Regions from separate parts of the Oryzias latipes genome. Here region 2 is linked to region 1. A link is a contact called in public Hi-C data. All regions are on one chromosome and are shown on one strand. The core of a region is the stretch at or near the end of the contact, and the rest is flanking DNA. Distances in the headings are between cores, read along the strand shown. Region 1 holds the start of trmt11 (tRNA (guanine(10)-N2)-methyltransferase homolog). Region 2 holds the start of LOC101165757 (E3 ubiquitin-protein ligase rnf146-like).

Region 1 (2,749 bases), core at 8-2,507:
AATTAAATAAAGTTGACTTGACATTTGCAAAAAAGCATGTTAAAAAGCCACAAAGCTTCTGGGAAGATGTCCTTTGGACAGATGAGACAAAACTGGAGCTTTTTGGTAAGGCACATCAGCTCTATGTTGGTAGACTCAAAAATGAAGTATACAACGAAAAGAACACTGTCCCTACTGTGAAACATGGAGGAGGCTCCGTTCTGTTTTGGGGCTGCTTTGCTGCATCTGCCACAGGGTGTCTTGAAGTTGTGCAAGGTCAAATGAAATCTCCACATTATCAAGGCATTCTGGGTAGAAATGTGCTGCCTAGTGTCAGAAAGCTTGGTCTCAGTCGCAGGTCATGGGTCTTCCAACAGGACAACGATCCAAAACACACAGCCAAAAATCCCAAGAATGGCTCAGAGAAAAGCGTTGGACTATTCTGAAGTTGCCTTCTATGAGCCCAGATCTGAATCCCATTGAACATCTGTGGAAGGAGCTGAAACATGCCATTTGGAGAAGACACCCGTCAAACCTGAGACAACTGGAGCAGTTTGCTCATGAGGAGTGGGCCAAAATACCTGTGGACAGGTGCAGAAGGTTCATTGACAAATACAGAAACTGTTTAATTGCAGTGATTGCCTCAAAGGTTGTGCAACAAAACATTAAGTTATGGGTACCATCATTTTTGTCCAGCCCTATTTAATTCGTTTTTTTTTTTTTTTAAATAATCCTGTTAATCAACAACTCAAAAGTAATGGCTGATTTCAATTATTTAATTTTCAATTTTAATTTGTTACTTTTGAGCATTACAGGTCATTTCAGTGAGCATTGTGGACTTTCTTTCTTTTCACTGAGGGATACCAACCAACAACTTTGTCCACCACTGTAGATTTGTTACCACAATAAAGTGGGAGAAGAATTCAGTAAGAAGGGGGCCAGAGATTTTCAACCTGAAAACTGTTTAAACTAGCAAATGCGTTCAATTTTAATCACTGTCAGCAGTTGTCACTTCATGATTGAGGCATAAAAATGGGCTGCATTTCTACTGTTTAACAAACAAGCTAAAGCTAACACTAGCACAGTAAAAAGAAAATGAAAGAGAATAGTAGGTGGTTTACGAAAGAATACCAAATTAAACATTTAAACTAACGGCTAAAGCAACACCGACAAGTAAAAAATAACAAATATTTACCGGTAACCTGAAATCCACATTATCGTGTGCAAGATGTATTAAATACCGGAGGCGTGAACTGCTACAGGGGGTAGCCATCTTTGTTGTACCTCATAACATATCCGGCTGGAAACTCGGTCCTGACGAAACGTACCGCTTAGACGAAAATTACATAGAACACATAAACATGTATAATTTCAAAAGTAAAAAAAAAAATAAGGTAAAATAAAACACTAAATAATCTTGACATCGTGGCTTTCTCAGTTTGTTAATCTGTGAAATTGTTATTTTTTTAATGTTTGCCCCATGGACCCCGCCCCCCATAGAATGAAAGCAACTGCTCCAATTTCTTGAGCATGTTAGTTTATTGTCTTACTTTGCGTGGAATAAATGTGAAGAGTATATGCTGACATTAATCTGCTTTGCTTCAGTGACACCTACTCAAGCTCCTCCTTCTAGACAGTGATTGGCTCGCTATTCAAACACTTCCACGCTATTGGTCGATAAACATGCCAATCAGCGTGACTTAGCTTGGCGCTTCATAAGCATTCTGCACTCCTGCCATTGTCAGCAAAGCTGCTGGCTCCATTAAACGCGCTGAGTTGTAACAGTGTAATCAGAAATTGCTGCATTTTGGCTGCAAAATGACGAGTCACTTTTGGTGAAGGAAAGTGAACAAATGAGTCAGCTACATGTAAGTTTAGTTTTTTTTTCTTTACTTTAAATGTGGCAATTAACAGAATGCGTTTGTTTTAGTCCCAATCAATGATCACTTAGATTTAGACCTAAGAAAGAGGGGAAAAAACATTTAGTTGCATTTAGAATGATAATAAAAATGCTCTTGTACACAGAAATGACTGGACTCATGGGAGGGGACCACCATGGAGCCTGAGGGGGACCTTTGTGCTCCTGCTCAGTCCAGTGATTCTGCTGCAGAGCACAGTGTTTCTGTCAAAGGCCTCAAAGAGAACTGGCAGAGGTGGTCCAGTGAGCGGCAGGACTACCAGAAGCACAATCCCTTCAGCCATCACACCACACCCGACGGGACAGTTCATCAGAGGGGACAGGAGGATTATGGGAGACCCCTGCAGGGATCCCTGACGGAGCAGCGTGGCAGGGATGCTCAAACGCTCATCAGCAGAGAGGTCCAGGAGCTCTGCCAGGTGATTCGGAGCATCGGAGAGCTGAAGGAAAGAGACGGAACTGGGACGGTCATTACAGTGGAATTTGGGAAGCTGTTTGAGCATTATGTGACTATCTCTAATAAACTGGTGGGAATTCTTTTACGCGCCAGGAAGCAAAGACTGGTACACTTTGAGGGAGAGATGCTTTGGCAGGGGAAGGACGATCATGTAGTTATCACTCTGGAACAATGACCTAGAAAACTCCAATAGGAGAGGATGCCTTTGTTTACATTATAATATCATTTCTATTAACAGATAGCTCAGGAAAACAAACTAAAATCTAGCTGCTATTTAAAATATAAACTAATCTTCACTAGTGAAGTACATCTTAAACACTATTGTGTGTCGGTTTTTGTGCAGTGACAGTGCGAGTATGGAGCCGCCAAAGAACCCCCACAGTGAACACGGACCT
Region 2 (2,852 bases), core at 144-2,643, 160 kb before region 1:
TGGTGGGAGAGAGTGCAAACAGATGGGTGGCGGGAAATGTGGGCAGGCTTACTCCAACGGTCCCGCCCACAACTCGGGGGCAAATTTCTAATGAACTCCTGATGCTCTGCAGAAACTATGTCCTAGAAAATGACAGGTTTTTTGATTTGGCAAAAAAATAAAAAAGGCGTAATCCTAATTCAAATAACAACGGGAACACTTTTGGAATAGATCAAAAGATGATCAAAGTGAGTCTTTAAGTACTTTTATCCCACTTGCAGTTATACTAAAATATAAATGCAACAATAAAGCTGTTAATTAAACCAATAATGCCAATCTCAGTTTGCATTTATAAGGAATAATTGATGGTAAATAAAAAAAATAAGTGAGAAAAATAACAATATATAAATGTAACATTACAGAGTGAAAACTAAATTGACCAAAAATAAATAATATAAACCATGGCACACATGTTTTATTATTTATTTATGGAATAAAGCTATCAATGCTTTGGGGACATTTAACACAATCTAACTATAAAGAATGAAATCCACTTTTGCAGTTAATTAAACTTAAACGACTAATAGTGAATTTCAAACTGTAAAAGCTCATTGATATAATAAACCACTGATGATGTGCAGTTTGATACTCACTCAAAGATGCTTCAATATTGATGAATCATGAGTAGAGCTTTAAGATCGTCCAATTTTTCACTATTGAGACAAAAAAAAAAGTAAATTTAAAGGTCAGAACAGTTCAGCTGGTTGCAGGTTCAATGCAAGACATTTCTATGAGAGAGAGAAAAGACAAAGGCAATTCTATTAATCGACAACAATCAACGAGTTGTGTCGGTAAGTACGAACAGACAGCCCATTCTTATCCAGCACCGAGTCATATTCAAAGGTAATTTATTAAAAACACCAAAAAAATGTATCGTATTACTGACAGTCATAGGTTGTTTTTTTTAAGATGCAAAGAAGACAAACAAAAACTTGCTAGCAAAAATCACCAAATAAACCAAAGAAAAACCATAAGGCCTCGCAACGTATTTGCCGTTCTTTTATGGTAAACGATAATTGTGTGTACAAACAACAAAGTGAATACCAATAAAACTGAGCTATGAGGGCTAAGTGAAGTCCGCGAGCTCCAGTAAATAGACGGAGTTCATTTGACGGTGCTAGCTTCTTTTCTTAGCAGGAAAACAAAAACAGGAGAACTATGTTCTCTTGCGACACAGATCGAAACAACTACAAACTTACCGTACCTCTAAAAATGGCTTATCTTATGTCGTTTAATATTGTAAATCGTACCGTCGTAGAGATTTCCAATGCTAGTACATCGAATTCCAATGTTAACTGGCTTTGTTTTCTTCCGACAGAGGATCTGGGATAAACTGGGCGACGTAACTGTACGCGCTTACGTCAGTGGTACGTCAGTCGGTCCGTGCCTACGACCTTTTCTGTTTCGCGCATGCTCATCTCTTCCTGTTAGCTTGTGGCTAGAGGACGTTGGTGTCACAGAGGAAAGGGGCTCCCAAGTAACTTTTATTTCTCAACAAATTGCGTGAAGTGACAGAAGGAAGATGTTTTCCCGTGCCGTGAGACCAACCGTTAGCTTTGCGCGGTGCTTGTCCACCTCTTCACAGAACAACGCCAAAGTTGCGGTGCTCGGAGCTTCGGGCGGCATAGGCCAGCCTCTCTCCCTGCTGCTCAAGAATAGCCCCTTGGTGAGTCATCTCTCCCTGTATGATATTGCCCACACACCTGGGGTCGCCGCCGACCTTAGCCACATTGAGACAAGAGCCCAGGTGACCGGCTACATGGGGCCCGACCAGCTCGACGCGGCATTGCAGGGCTGCGAAGTCGTGGTGATTCCTGCCGGCGTGCCGAGGAAACCCGGCATGACCCGCGACGACCTGTTCAATACCAACGCAACCATTGTGGCCACCTTGGCTGACGCCTGCGCTCGCAACTGCCCAGAGGCTATGATCTGCATCATCGCAAACCCTGTGAACTCCACCATCCCCATTACATCAGAGGTCATGAAGAAGCATGGCGTGTACAACCCCAACAGAGTGTTTGGTGTCACAACCTTGGACATTGTCAGAGCCAACACCTTCGTGGCTGAGCTCAAAGGCTTGGATCCAGCTCGGGTCAATGTTCCAGTTATCGGTGGTCACGCAGGGAAGACCATCATCCCCCTTATTTCGCAGTGCACACCCAAAGTGGAGTTCCCTGCTGATCAGCTGTCTGCCTTGACCGGCAGAATCCAGGAAGCTGGTACAGAGGTGGTCAAGGCCAAGGCAGGAGCTGGCTCTGCTACCCTCTCCATGGCCTACGCCGGCGCCCGCTTCACCTTCTCCGTCCTGGATGCCATGAATGGAAAGGAAGGCGTGGTGGAGTGCGCATTTGTCAGGTCTGAGGAGACTGAGTGCAAGTACTTCTCCACACCTCTCCTCTTGGGGAAGAGCGGCATTGAGAAGAACCTGGGGCTGGGCAAGCTGTCTGCCTTTGAGGAGAAGCTGGTGGCTGATGCCATCGGCGAGCTGAAGGCCTCCATCAAGAAGGGCGAGGATTTTGCCGCTAATATGAAGTAAACCCTGGAGTCATTCAATATTTTCAAAACCCAGCCACAGTTTTGATGGATCATTTGTTCTGTCTTAAAATGCATCAGAGTAACTGAAGTTCTGTCAGTGTTTCCTCTTTATTAATTCTTGGCAGAGTTGTCATTTTAGTACATTTACCTTTTCCTTTCCAGACATGGCTTTTTCTTTGTGATTAGATTCTGAAATACTGTACTGTGAATGTTTAAAATGTTGTTTTGTTTTGTGAATGTCAGAAAAAAAAAAATCAAAAAATTAAATTTTTGTGTAC

Evidence for each region. A called contact is a pair of places that touch in the nucleus more often than the background predicts.
Region 2: a Hi-C map of fibroblasts shows a contact between it and region 1, with 2.9 times the contacts expected there. The contact joins the promoter of LOC101165757 here to the promoter of trmt11 in region 1. A contact is called at or near these places in 2 of 5 Hi-C or Micro-C datasets (embryo and fibroblasts).

The regions. Positions count from the first base shown.
Region 1 is chr16:14,207,002-14,209,750 of ASM223467v1, forward strand. It overlaps trmt11 (tRNA (guanine(10)-N2)-methyltransferase homolog), which reads right to left and starts at 1,258. Exons shown (of 13, transcript XM_004077776.3): 1 at 1,175-1,258. The coding sequence starts at 1,252.
Region 2 is chr16:14,047,581-14,050,432 of ASM223467v1, forward strand. LOC101165757 (E3 ubiquitin-protein ligase rnf146-like) reads right to left here and starts at 1,394. Exons shown (of 3, transcript XM_011485061.2): 1 at 1,290-1,394; 2 at 633-692. It overlaps mdh2 (malate dehydrogenase, mitochondrial), which reads left to right and starts at 1,419. Exons shown (of 1, transcript XM_004077775.4): 1 at 1,419-2,852. The coding sequence starts at 1,562. The coding sequence ends at 2,575.